2 separate regions of the Capra hircus genome follow, and region 1 is linked to region 2. The links are chromatin contacts, called in public Hi-C maps. All regions are on one chromosome and are shown on one strand. The core of a region is the stretch at or near the end of the contact, and the rest is flanking DNA. Distances in the headings are between cores, read along the strand shown.

Evidence for each region. A called contact is a pair of places that touch in the nucleus more often than the background predicts.
Region 1: a Hi-C map of blood shows a contact between it and region 2, with 4 times the contacts expected there. The contact joins the enhancer-like site here to the promoter of NEK7 in region 2. A contact is called at or near these places in 2 of 5 Hi-C or Micro-C datasets (blood and liver).

What each region holds. Positions count from the first base shown.
Region 1 is chr16:75,806,073-75,812,036 of ARS1.2, reverse strand. No RefSeq gene overlaps it. Among named protein-coding and RNA genes, the nearest start is that of NEK7, 170 kb to the right of the region's middle. Within about 2 kb of position 4,531, at least 1 of the 5 cell types and tissues checked has an H3K27ac peak or open chromatin away from gene starts, as enhancers often do.
Region 2 is chr16:75,635,213-75,641,319 of ARS1.2, reverse strand. It overlaps NEK7 (serine/threonine-protein kinase Nek7), which reads right to left and starts at 2,174. Exons shown (of 9, transcript XM_018060815.1): 1 at 1,892-2,174.

The sequences.
Region 1 (5,964 bases), core at 3,282-5,781, 170 kb before region 2:
AGTCGTTTCTGACTCTTTGTGACCCCATGGACTGCAGCATGCCAGGCCTCCCTGTCCATCACCAGCTCCCGGAGTTTACTCAAACTCATGTGCATTAAGTCAGTGATGCCATCCAACCATCTCATCCTCTGTTGTCCCCTTCTCCTCCTGCCCCCAATCGCTCCCAGCATAAGAGTCTTTTCCAATGAGTCAGTTCTTCGCATCAGGTGGCCAAAGTATTGGAGTTTCAGCTTCAGCATCAGTCCTTCCAATGGATATTCAGGAATGATTTCCTTTAGGATGGACTGGTTAGATCTCCATGCTGTCCAAGGGACTCTCAAGAGTCTTCTCCAATGCCACAGTCCAAAAGCACCAATTCTTTGGCACTCAGCTTTCTTTATAGTCTAACTCTCATATCCATACATGATTACTGGAAAAACCATAGCTTTGACTAGATGAACCTTTGTTGGCAAAGTAATGTCTCTGCTTTTTAATATGCTATCTAGGTTGGTCGTAACTTTTCTTCCAAGGAGCAAGCGTCTTTTAATTTCATGGCTGCAGTCACCATCTGCAGTGATTTTGGAGCCCCCCAAAATAAAGTCTGACACTGTTGCCACTGTTTCCCCATCTATTTGCCATGAAGTGATGGGACCAGATGTCATGATCTTAGTTTTCTGAATATTGAGCTTTTAAGCCAACTTTTTCACTCTCTTCTTTCACTTTCATTAAGAGGTTCTTTAGTTCTTCTTCACTTTCTGCCATAAGGGTGGTGTCATCTGCATATCTGAGGTTATTGATATTTCTCCTGGCAATCTTGATTCCAGCTTGTGTTTCTTCCAGTCCAGCGTTTCTCATGATGTACTCTGCTTAGAAGTTAAATAAGCAGGGTGACAATATACAGCCTTGATGCACTCCTTTTCCTATTTGGAACCAGTCTGTTGTTCCATGTCCAGTCCTACCTGTTGCTTCCTGACCTGCATAGAGGTTTCTCAAGAGGCAGGTCAGGTGGTCTGGTATGCCCATCTCTTTCAGAATTTCCCACAGTCTGTTGTGATCCACACAGTTGCCCAAAACATTTGTTTCGGTTTTTATGTAAGATGTTATGGAAAACCCAAATGAATGTTTTGGCCAATCCAATACTTGAGTTTACCCTAAGTTAATTGTCTACTAAAATTGGGGTCAGGGGGACCACAGTTCTGTACCAGTATACTGTAGACAGAGGCGAGCATGCTTCTTGGGTGTAAAGACAGGACACTTCCTACAAAAAAACACCTGCCCTTATATTCAATATTGAATATATATTACATGTGTCCTTATTCCCCTTTCATTTCATTCTTCAGTACAGGAGAATTTAGCCCATAACCCATGAAGCTGTTTCACAGAATCTTTCTTGGCCACCCTAACAAGTTTCCGTTGTCATTTGCCTCCTTCTAAGCTTCCAGAGTCTTTTGTCTGATCCCCTTTAATAGCTCACATTCTCTTCCTTGTAGTGTATTTACCAGCTGAGCCACAAGGGAAGCCCAAGAATACTGGAGCGAGTAGCCTATCTCTTCTCCAGTGGATCTTCCTGACCCAGGAATCGAAGCGGGGTCTCCTGCATTGCAGGCAGTTTCTTCACCAACTGAGCTATCAGAGAAGCCCAGTGTATATTATCAGTATATGATGTTATCACCCATGGTTGAAAAAGAGTCTTTACCAACAAAAGCCATGACTTACCCATTTTTGGAATGTCCATAGTGTCTAGAACTCACTTGTCCATAATGGGTCTTCAGTCTTTTGATGTTAAATGTAGAGGAAACTTACTCACTCAAGTGTATCACAAGTTAGCAAAATGTGTGGTGGAAATAGTGAACAGAGGGCAAGTTTCCTCCTAGCCCCCTTTTTTTTCCTCTTCAGAAGAGGGTATGTTTTAAAATATGGGTTCTATCCTTATTCAAGTGGGGTGAGACGGACAGATCAGGACACAGCTGTCATTGGAGGGTGGCTTGTTGCTCACAGTTCCCATGGGAAGGGGTCACACCACGCCACATAGGAACCACGAGGAGATCCCTGGAGTCAACCAGGGGGGCTTCTGGGCAAGAACCTTTATTGCAGCTCTTTCAGGAACTGAGTAGGCAAAGAATCCTCCTGCAGCGCAGGAGACCCCAGTTCGATCCCTGGGTTGGGAAGATCCCCTGGAGAAGGGATAGGCTACCCGCTCCAGTATTCCGGCCTGCAGAATTCCATGGCCTTTATAGTCCATGGGGTCACAAAGTCACACACAACTGAGCGACTTTCACTTTCAGGAAAGAAAAGAGGTACGGTGAGCAGCTGAGCAGGATTGTGAGTGTGTGAGTGTGTGTGTGTGTGTGTGTGTGTGTGCACATGCACGCACGCTCAGTCACTCAGTCGTGTCCACCTCTTTGCAACTCCATGGACTATAGCCCACCAGCCCCTGGTCATGGGATGTTCCAAACGAGAATACTGGAGTGGGTTACCATTTCCTACTCCAGGGGATGCGTCTCCTGCGTTGGCAGGCAGATTCTTTACCACTAGTGCCACCTGGGAAGCCCTGAGCAGGATTAAATCGGAATAATGTCAGTGAACTCGGTGTAGGGCTCCAGCAATCCCTGGTGGGTCAGTGGTAAAAAATCTGCCTGCCACTGCAAAAGATACAATAGACACAAGTCCTTCCCTGGGTGGGGAAGATCCGCCGGAGTCGGGAATGGCAGCCCAGTCCAGCATTCTTGCCTGGGAAAGCCCACGGACAGAGGAGCCTGTCCGGCTATGGTCCACGGGGTCATAGAGTCAGACAGGGTTGAGCACGCATTCTGGAAGAGCCTGATAAAGAAGCAGCTGGGGGTGGGTGCTGGGTTGGTTACTTTGCATATGAAAGTGTTGCCAGCAGGGGAGTCATGTGGTGTCTCTAGGAACTGCCTGAACCTGGGAAGGGCAGTCTCTCCCGGGTCAGCAAGACCCCAGATGTCAAAGCATCAGAAACATGGAAAATAAATAACAGAGCATAATTCCTTTGGGATCTCTTTCCTCCTGGAAGCTCCCACGTCTTCCTCACAGACATCAACAATCTCTCTGTGTGCTTTCTCCGGTTCTGCCTCATTTATCTATAAATACAGCCCAATAGCACCAGCAGGAAAATACATTTTTCTATAAAATTTACAGAGAATTTAGAGGTGTTTGAGAGGTCTTTGAGACACTATGATATTCATCTTTTAAAAAGTGAAAGTGAAGTCTCTCAGTCGTGTCCGACTCTCTGCGACCCGAGGACTGTAGCCCACCAAGCTCCTCTGTCCATGGGATTCTCCAGGCAAGAATACTGGAGTGGGTTGCCATTTCCTTCTCCAGGGGATCTTCCCAACCCAGGGATCGAACCCGGGTCTCCCACATTGCAGGCAGGCGCTTTAACCTCTGCACCACCAGGGAAGCCTAAAGCACACTGTTACTATCTACAGAAAAGCGCACCCACCCTAGGGACATACAGCCCTACGAATTATCAGAAAGTAATGGTGGCCCTCTTTTGTTCTAACCGCATCGTGTGCCATTTTTGGAAACAGTACACGTTTCCTTACAGTGTTGCCTGAAGTGTAGAGTGTCTGGGTTCTAAATCCTGTCCCTGCCACTCCCCATCTGTTCCTGGGAGGCGTGACATTTAACCTTTCTGTAAAGCCTTCTCAATTTTCCCACGAGTAAAATGATAATAATAGTAACAACCTTGTGGTGTCGTTGTGAGAAATACAAGTGCCTAGGACAGTTCCAGGTGGCTGATGCACTGCTCAGTAACATGTGCTTTGCTATTACTGAGAAACAGTACGTAGAATAATGGCTGCTTTTCCTTGACAACAGTACGCAGTGACGTAATGGACACAGAAGCCACCTCCAGCCGCCAGCTTGCCAACCTTGTCTCGTGGCTGTGCTCTTGGCATTTTGCTACTTGCTTTCTGCAAAGTTTACTTCTTTCTAATAAGCCGGACCATTAGTCCCCGTGTCTTTGAGGGGGCTTTCCTGGCAGTCCAGTGGTTAGGACTTTGCCTTGCAGTGCAGAGGCTGTGGGTTTGATCCTTGGGGGGGAGTTAAGATCCCATATGTGCAGTGGCCAAAAAAAACCCAAACATAAAACAGAAGCAAGTAACAGAGTCCATAAAGACTTTTATAATGTTCCATATCAAAAAGAAAGCTTAGAAAGTGTCTCTGGGTTTCTTCTTACTTCCATATCCTCAGCACCTGAAGCAGGTCTTAAAACATACCTGTGTCCATTCAACGGTTTGAAAGGCCAGATAAGCTATCACTGCTTGCTTTGCCATTGTATTTGCTTCCAGCACCAAACAGCAAAATCTGTTGCTTGTGATCTGCTCGGTTCAGGAAAACCAAATATACTGTCAGGAAAGGATGAATCAAACCCAAGAGGATCTCTTTATTAAGCTTGAAGCACCTTTTTGTGTTTGTAACTTGATTCTGACCCTGATGCAGCACTGGGTCTTGCCAGGGCTCCACTGGGCCGTGAATAAACGTTGACAGCAGCGTGTGGTGGACGCCAGCGAGCCGGCTGTGGTGTGCCCACGCCGGGCACAGCTCAGGGCAGAGAGGCTTTGCTTTCCCTTGGTGTCTTTTCCCCCACTTCTCCACGGGTCGCCTGGGAAGATGTTCCTTTGTTCCCATCCACTGGGGATGATGATGACAGCTGGTAGCCCTGAGACCTGGTGACGAGATAAGAACAGAGAGCAGGGGGACGCAGGGGGAGAAGGAGCCAGGTCAGCCAAGGCGAGGGACTCTTGGGGGAATGGCCTCAGTGCCCACTGGAAGGGGCGGTGCCTGGTGAGGTGCTGGTGGGGCTCGACACAGGGTTAGAAGCAGATGAGCAGATTTGGAACTGGAAAGTAATGAGATGGTCCTAGAGGTCCTTTTTATTTAACAGATACTGTGGTAGGTTTCCAACGATGTCCATACCCTCATCCTAGGAGCCTGTGAATATGTTACTTTATTTGGCAAAAGAGGGGACTTCCCAGGTGGCTCAGTGGTAAAGAGTCCTCAAAAGAGACTGCGGGAGCGATTAGGATCCAGAATCTTGGGATGAGGGAGTTGCCTGGCTTATCCAGGTGGACACAATCTAATCACATGAGGCTTTAAAAGCAGAGAGCCCTTCTGGGTTGCAGAGAGAGGGCGGCGTGAGACAGACGTCACGCGCCTGGCTGGATTGACGCTGGAGGAAAGGGGGCTTGTGGGGGTCCCAGAAGCAGCAAAGTCCAGAAGGGTTTTCCCCAGAGCCTCTAGAAGGAACACAGCCCTGCCCAGACTTGATGTTTGACCAACTAGACTCATGCGGGACTGGCTTCCAATCTGCAGGCCTGTAAGGTAATGCATTTGTGTTTAAGTCATGAAATTTGAGAGAATTTGTTCTAGCAGCAACAACGCCTGCATGCGTGTTTAGCTGCTCAGTCATGCCTCTTCCCTCGTGACCCCATGGACTGTAGCCCGCCAGGCCCCTCTGTCCATAGGACTCTCCAGGCACGGATACAGCAGCGGATTGCCTTTTTCTCCTCCAGGGGATCTTCCTGACCCAGGGATCAAACCTGCATCTCCTGCTGGGCAGGCGGACTCCTTACCACTGAGCCACCTGGGAAACCCAGGAGGAGCAACACGTGACTATAAATATTTATAGAGTCCCATCTTGGGCCAGCACTGAGCTAAATATTAAAGCTACCCCAGTATACAAAGTAAACCTAATTTCTGCCCTAATGAGGCTTACTTACAAACTAGGATTTAGAATCGTCAACCAACTGAAATCTATAGAACAAGCATAAGATACTAAGAGGTCTTGTTATAGCCATTCACCTTCTACTATATTAACTCTGCAAACCATACTCTGAATCAGAAGAAGCAGTTTCTAAATCAGTTTTTCTAATGAAAACATGTGCTCAATAGAAATATAACGTATATGCGTAAGTAACTTCTGACTACTGAGATGGAGTAGCGCTCAGAAACTACTTTTTA
Region 2 (6,107 bases), core at 925-3,424:
GCGGGAACCCCAGGGACCTGCCGCCGCCCTCCCACTGTATGTGTTTAACTGACCAGTTCCCCCCTCCTCATTTTCGGATTTATCTCACAACTCTCCCCACCTCTCCCTTACTCCGCAAGCCCCGCCCCCGATGAAAAGCTCCGCCCCCTCCCGCTGGCCCCCGAGGGCCGTAGGAAGTGCCCGCCCCCCACAGCCGGAGCCGCGCCGTCCTCGCCGCCCATTGGCTGCGGAGGCCGTCCGTCTGCAGAGGGCGGGGCCTCCCGCGCGAGGGCGGAATCCCAGGCCCGCGCCTCCGGGAAAGGTCCCGGGCAGCCCCAGACCCCCGCAGAGCGAGCGACCAGCTTCCACTTAGGGGTACCTTCGCCTTTTAATCTCGCCGCCCTCCCCCCGTCGGCCCCATGCAGTTTTAAACTTTTTCAAAGCTCCCACCCAGTCCAGGACCAAGTTGAGGATGCTGCGGTTTTAGGAGTGAAGCAAGCTGTGGACTGGATCTCTGGAAATGAAATTCCTTACGTCTTCTGTTAACTTGTTTTGGGTGCACGGGCCTTCATCAAGGGTTCCGGCCAAGAATACTCGGCAACCATTCACCAGGAGTCACCGCAAGCATTACAGAGTTAACTGTATCTCGTTTAACTATTCACCCTTTTCACAGTCAGACTGTCCCAAAGGTACTATAAATTTTTTGAGGCAAAGTGCTAAGCCATTCTCCGACCACACCCTCAAGAGCTCAAGCTCCCTTACAGAATGATCACGCACACATTCTGCACTTTATTCCGTAACGCAGCCTGGTGAGACGCGCAGCTGTAGCCTGAAGGGAATATGCATATTTCTATAAACTGCAAATTCCTTGGAGGAGGAATTATCAACAGCGGTTCTAATTATGGCGGGCACACAGTGCTCTACAAACTATGGGTATCTGTTTCAACTGCGTCCTTATGATCAGTAGCCTCAAAGCAGAGGAAAAATCGTTTCGTTTCTGCAATGTTTCTTTCAATTCCGTCACCAACAACGCTCAAGGATGGAAACATATCTTACTGTAAATAACTATTTTTAGTATCCATCCCTAACTACAGCTGGGCGAGAACAAGGCTCATCTGTTTTAAACATCATCTCCCAGGGCCTAGTTTACCGCAAAGAGGTAACAGGGGTTCTTAAATCTCACTGCAGCACCCTTCTCTAGGTTGTGTTCCCTTCCTGACACTGGGGACAGTGCAGTCTTATCATTCTTTCTCCTTTTTTCCTGTGAGCTCCCTTTCGTCTCTGATTTTTGGCCTCAGTGTTCAATGACTTTATTTCTCTTCTGCTGCCACTAGCACCACCACCATCTGCCATTTGCCTTGCAGCCCTTCTCTCTGACGTCTCCTATTCCTGACAGAGCCCCAGTAAAGCACCTTCTCCAAAAGGTCGGTCGTCTTCCCCGTACTCCTCCGAGCCAGGCTGCAAAGCTCCCACCACCCACTTCTCCCTGGAAGTTCGCTCTGCCCAGTCCCGCGGTGGCCGATTGCTGACAGCTGGACCTAGCCAATCCGCGAGGAATAAATAAGACGCGCAGCCAATGAGCGTGCGCCGGGAGGCGGGACTTCGCCAAGTTCCTCGGGTCCCCAAACCCAGACCTGTTGCGCCGCCGCCGTGGCCGCCTGAGTTTCTTAGTTACGGCGGCGGGCTCGGGCGCCCGAGCCGCGCGGGGCACGAGGCTCTCCCCACGGCCCACGAGTGGCCCGAAGCCCCCCGGCCGCGCGCGCCCCGCACCGGCCTCCCTCGACCCTCCCCAGGCATGGTCCCCAGGCCGCCGCGCGCGGGCCCGACCTCTCCTCCCCGCCTGGCTCCGCGGGCAGCCCCACCCGGCGGAGCCCCGGCCCGCGTGCCCAAGACCCCAGCGGCAGCGACTCACCAGGAAGCGGAGAGCTTTACGTCCTCTGGCCCGCGCAGGACCCGGAGCGGGCGGGCGGCTCGGCCAGGCGGCGCCGCGGACAGGCCCGCTGGGCCCGGGGCTGTGGCTGCGAGGCCCGAAGCGCTGGCCACCTCCCGCCGCGCCGCTCCGGCGGACGCTGCAGGAGCGGGCACCCACCCTGCGCACGGCGAGGCGCGTCAGGAGCGAGACCCTAGCGGCGGCCCATCCTCCCACAACTCCCGCGCCTCCTCCCCCGGCCGCGGCTGTCAGGAGTGTAAACATCCCGGCATCCCCGAGGAGGGGGCGGGGCGGGCGCCGGACACGCCCACTAGGGCGTCGGCCCCGCCCCGCGCCGCCGGCCCCGCCCCAAGCCGGGCTGGGATCTGCCTACTCGGCCACTACCCTCAGGCCTTAGCGTCAGAGCCCCAACGTCCCCCGCTGGCGCCCAGGCGGGTCTTGGGGAGCCTCCCTGTGGTCAGGCCCAGCCCTAGTCCCCTCTTTCCGGCCCCCTTCCCTCCAAATCGGGGGTCGGCTGCCTTTTGAGAACTTTAAATGCCCAATGTTCAAGAGGTCAGCCGAATTGGTACGTCGCTTTCTTCTGGATCATCGAGTTTTTTATCCCACCCTAGAGGACAGTGGCCTTTAGGACATTTCTAAGAAGTGAACTACCTGGTTTGGTCCTAGGAGTATTTGGTGGTGGGTAGAGGGGTATGTATTACAGCCCAGAACCCTAGAACATGGAACTACAAAAGGAATACTGTGAATCCAGCCGCTTCGCTACTTCGGTAACCGGGCGACAGGGCTAGGAAGGGTCAACCTCACCTTGATTTGAATCTCAGGTGGTGCGTGAGCTTGCTTAGTCTCTTCAGTCGTGTCCGACTCTTTGCAACCCTCTGCAGGGTTAGATCCCGCCAGGCCCCTCTGTCCATGGGATTCTCCAGGCAAAGATACTGGAATGGGTTGCCAGCCATGCCTTCCACCAGATCTTCCCACCCAGGGATCGAACCTGCATCTCTTAACGTCACCTGCATTGAAGGGCGAGTTCTTTACCACTAGCGCCACCTGGGAGGTTAACTCTGACCTGGCAGGACAAGTTATTTCACCTTTCCTGGAGTCACACTCTGTGAGAGGACAGAAGTAATAATACCTGTCTCTAGGGCTTCCCTGGTAACTCAGCTGGAAAAGAATCCACCTACAATGCAGGAGACTCCAGTTTGATGCCTTGATGGGGAAGATCTCCTGGAGGAGGGCATGGCAACCCACTCCAGTATTCTTTCCTGGAGAATCCAGGACAGAGGAGCCTGGTGAGGCACAGTCCTTGTGGTCGCAAAGAGTCAGACAAGCCTGAGCCACTAAACACAGCACTAGTACTACACTAGAATTCAGTGAGATACAACAGAATGCTTAAGCACCAGAGCCTGGCAGAGAAGAAGTGTTCATTGAGTAGCTGCTATTACTCCTAGGCCTGTTCACTAGTTTGGCTCCCCAACCAAAGGATTCGAGCCAAGAATGAGTAGATTATAGCTCAAATGCTTGAAATGTTAAACCTATGGAATTAACATTTAGAAAGTTTATTTTTAGAGAGAAAATAATTCAAGATCTCAGTAGAAGACTTTTATTTCAATGGCTAGTAAAGTATGGGTAAATCTGCTAAGCACTGTTCTAAGAAGCAAAGCAGTTACCAAGACACAAAGTCCCTGATCTCATGGCCTTTACATTATAAAAAAAGGCAATAATAATACAATAAGCCAATAAATGCATACTATGTCAAATGGTGATTCATTCAAAAATAAAGCAGGGTGTGAAGAGTCATTGGAGGGGCGAGCAAATCCATTTGGGTTTGCATAAAATAGCTCTGCTGTGGAGAACAGATTGCAGGGCTGGAACTACTAAAATAGTTAAAAGACTGTTATAAGGATCAGGTAGAAGACATTGATGACTTAGACCATTGTGCTAACAGTGGAGGTGTTAAGAATGGTCAGGTCCAGATATGTTGTTAAGGTACAGCCAACAAGATTTATAGATGAATTGAACGTGGGGTAAGAAGGTAGGCAAGGGACTTCCCTGGTTGTCCAGTGGCTAAGACTCCATGCTTCCCATGTAAATGACCGTGCTTCTATCCCTGGACAGGGAACTAGATCCCACTTGCTTCAACTAAAAGAGTCCACCTGCCACAACAGAGATAGATGGTCCCGTGTGCCACAGCTAAGACCTGGTGTAGCCAAATAAATAAATATATTTCTTTAAAAAAGTAAGTATGCAAGAATGAAGCCAATAAAGTCAGCATTTGAACCAGATTGCTCTGTCAAGTCACACCAAACCAAACTCAGCCAAATAAGAACAGGGTCATTTGAGTTATACACAGGCACACCTGGCAGGAAAAGGTTAAGGTTTTCAAACACTGTCTTTTGTAACACCTTTTAGAAAGGTCCATAGATAGATAATAAAACAGCCCTAATTAAAGTACACATTCTGGTGTACAAAGATACTTCATTGGTATAAGGAAAACATATTTCTTATGAACACTGACTAAGAGGGAAATGGATCAAAATGAGCCCATGAAGCCCTGGAAGATTCCTATCGTGGCTCTACCGTGCCCAGAATGCTGACATCATCATCTTCACCTTCAGTTCAGTTCAGTCGCTCAGTCTTGTCTGACTCTTTGCGACCCCATGAATCGCAGCATGCCAGGCCTCCGTGTCCATCACCAACTCCCGGAGTTCACCCAAACTCATGTCCATCAAGTCAGTGATGCCATCCAGCCATCTCATCTTCTGTCGTCCCCTTCTCCTCCTGCCCTCAATGTTTCCCAGCATCAGGGTCTTTTCCAATGAGTCAACTCTTCGCATGAGGTGACCAAGGTATTGGAGTTTCAGCTTCAGCATCAGTCCTTCCAATGAACACCCAGGACTGATCTCCTTTAGGATGGACTGGTTGGATCTCCTTGCAGTCCAAGGGACTCTCAAGAGTCTTCTCCAACACCACAGTTCAAAGGCATCAGTTCTTTGGTGCTCAGCTTTCTTGACAGTCCAACTCTCACATCCATACATGACCACCGGAAAAACCATAGCCTTGACTAGACGGACCTTTGTTGGCAAAGTAATGTCTCTGCTTTTGAATATGCTGTCTAGGTTGGTCATAACTTTTCTTCCAAGGAGTAAGCGTCTTTTAATCTCATGGCTGCAGTCACCATCTGCAGTGATACAAAGCTACAGCTAGATAGTGTACAGTGCTTCAGAAGTTGTGAAAACTGTCTAGATACAACGCACTTTCTCTTTATGACTTTTCATCACCTCTTTGCTGATAGAGAGGTCTGTGCCCCTGCCCTAGGCCCCTGGCCTGGAGCAGATGCTCATGGAAAAGCAGAGAAAAAAAGTGAAAGTACAAGTCGCTCAGTTGTATCCTACTCTTTGCGACCCCATGGACTGTACGGTCTATGGAATTCTTCAGGCCAGGATACTGGAGTGGGTAGCCTTTTCCTTCTCCAGGGAATCTTCCCGACCCAGGAATTGAACTGGGGTCTCCTGCATTGCGGGCAGAGGTCTGGCCAAAGAGGCTCCTCTGGTCCCAGGAATCATCAGAGCAGAGTCCAGCTTTAACTGCTTGCCCCTTCCCCCTCAAGTTCCCACCAAGTTTCCCACCAAGCTTGCTTCAAAAATCCTTGCCTGACTCCATGAAATGCGGTAATTACAGTCTTTTATGTATGTGCTACTTACTGTTTATTCCTAATTACCAGGCAATGCATACCATTAACTAGCAGATTCACTTTTCTGTAAATGATATTTGATTATGACACTTAAAACCTTTTAGTTAACACCCAGTCTGTATGTACTGTTGTTAATATAGCTCTGCCGTGCACGCATGCTCAATCATGTCTGACTCTTTGTGACCCCATGGACTGTGGACCACCAGGCTGCTCTGTCTGTGGGATTTTCTAAACAAGGAATACTGCAGTGGGTTGCCATTTCCTCCTCCAGGGCATCTTCCTGACCCAGGAATAGAACCACGAGTGTCTCCTGTGTTTCCTGCATTGGCAGGTGGATTCTTCACCACTGAGCCAGCTGGGAAACCCATAGCTCTGCTGGCCCAACACAATTAAAAATCAAAAGTAGAGACAGTATTGATTGTCAGAACCATTTTCTTTTTAACCTGTAAGTTAACCCAGACTTGCAGTCCCATATCGGGTTCCGAGTCCGTGTAACATCTCTGTAAGGAA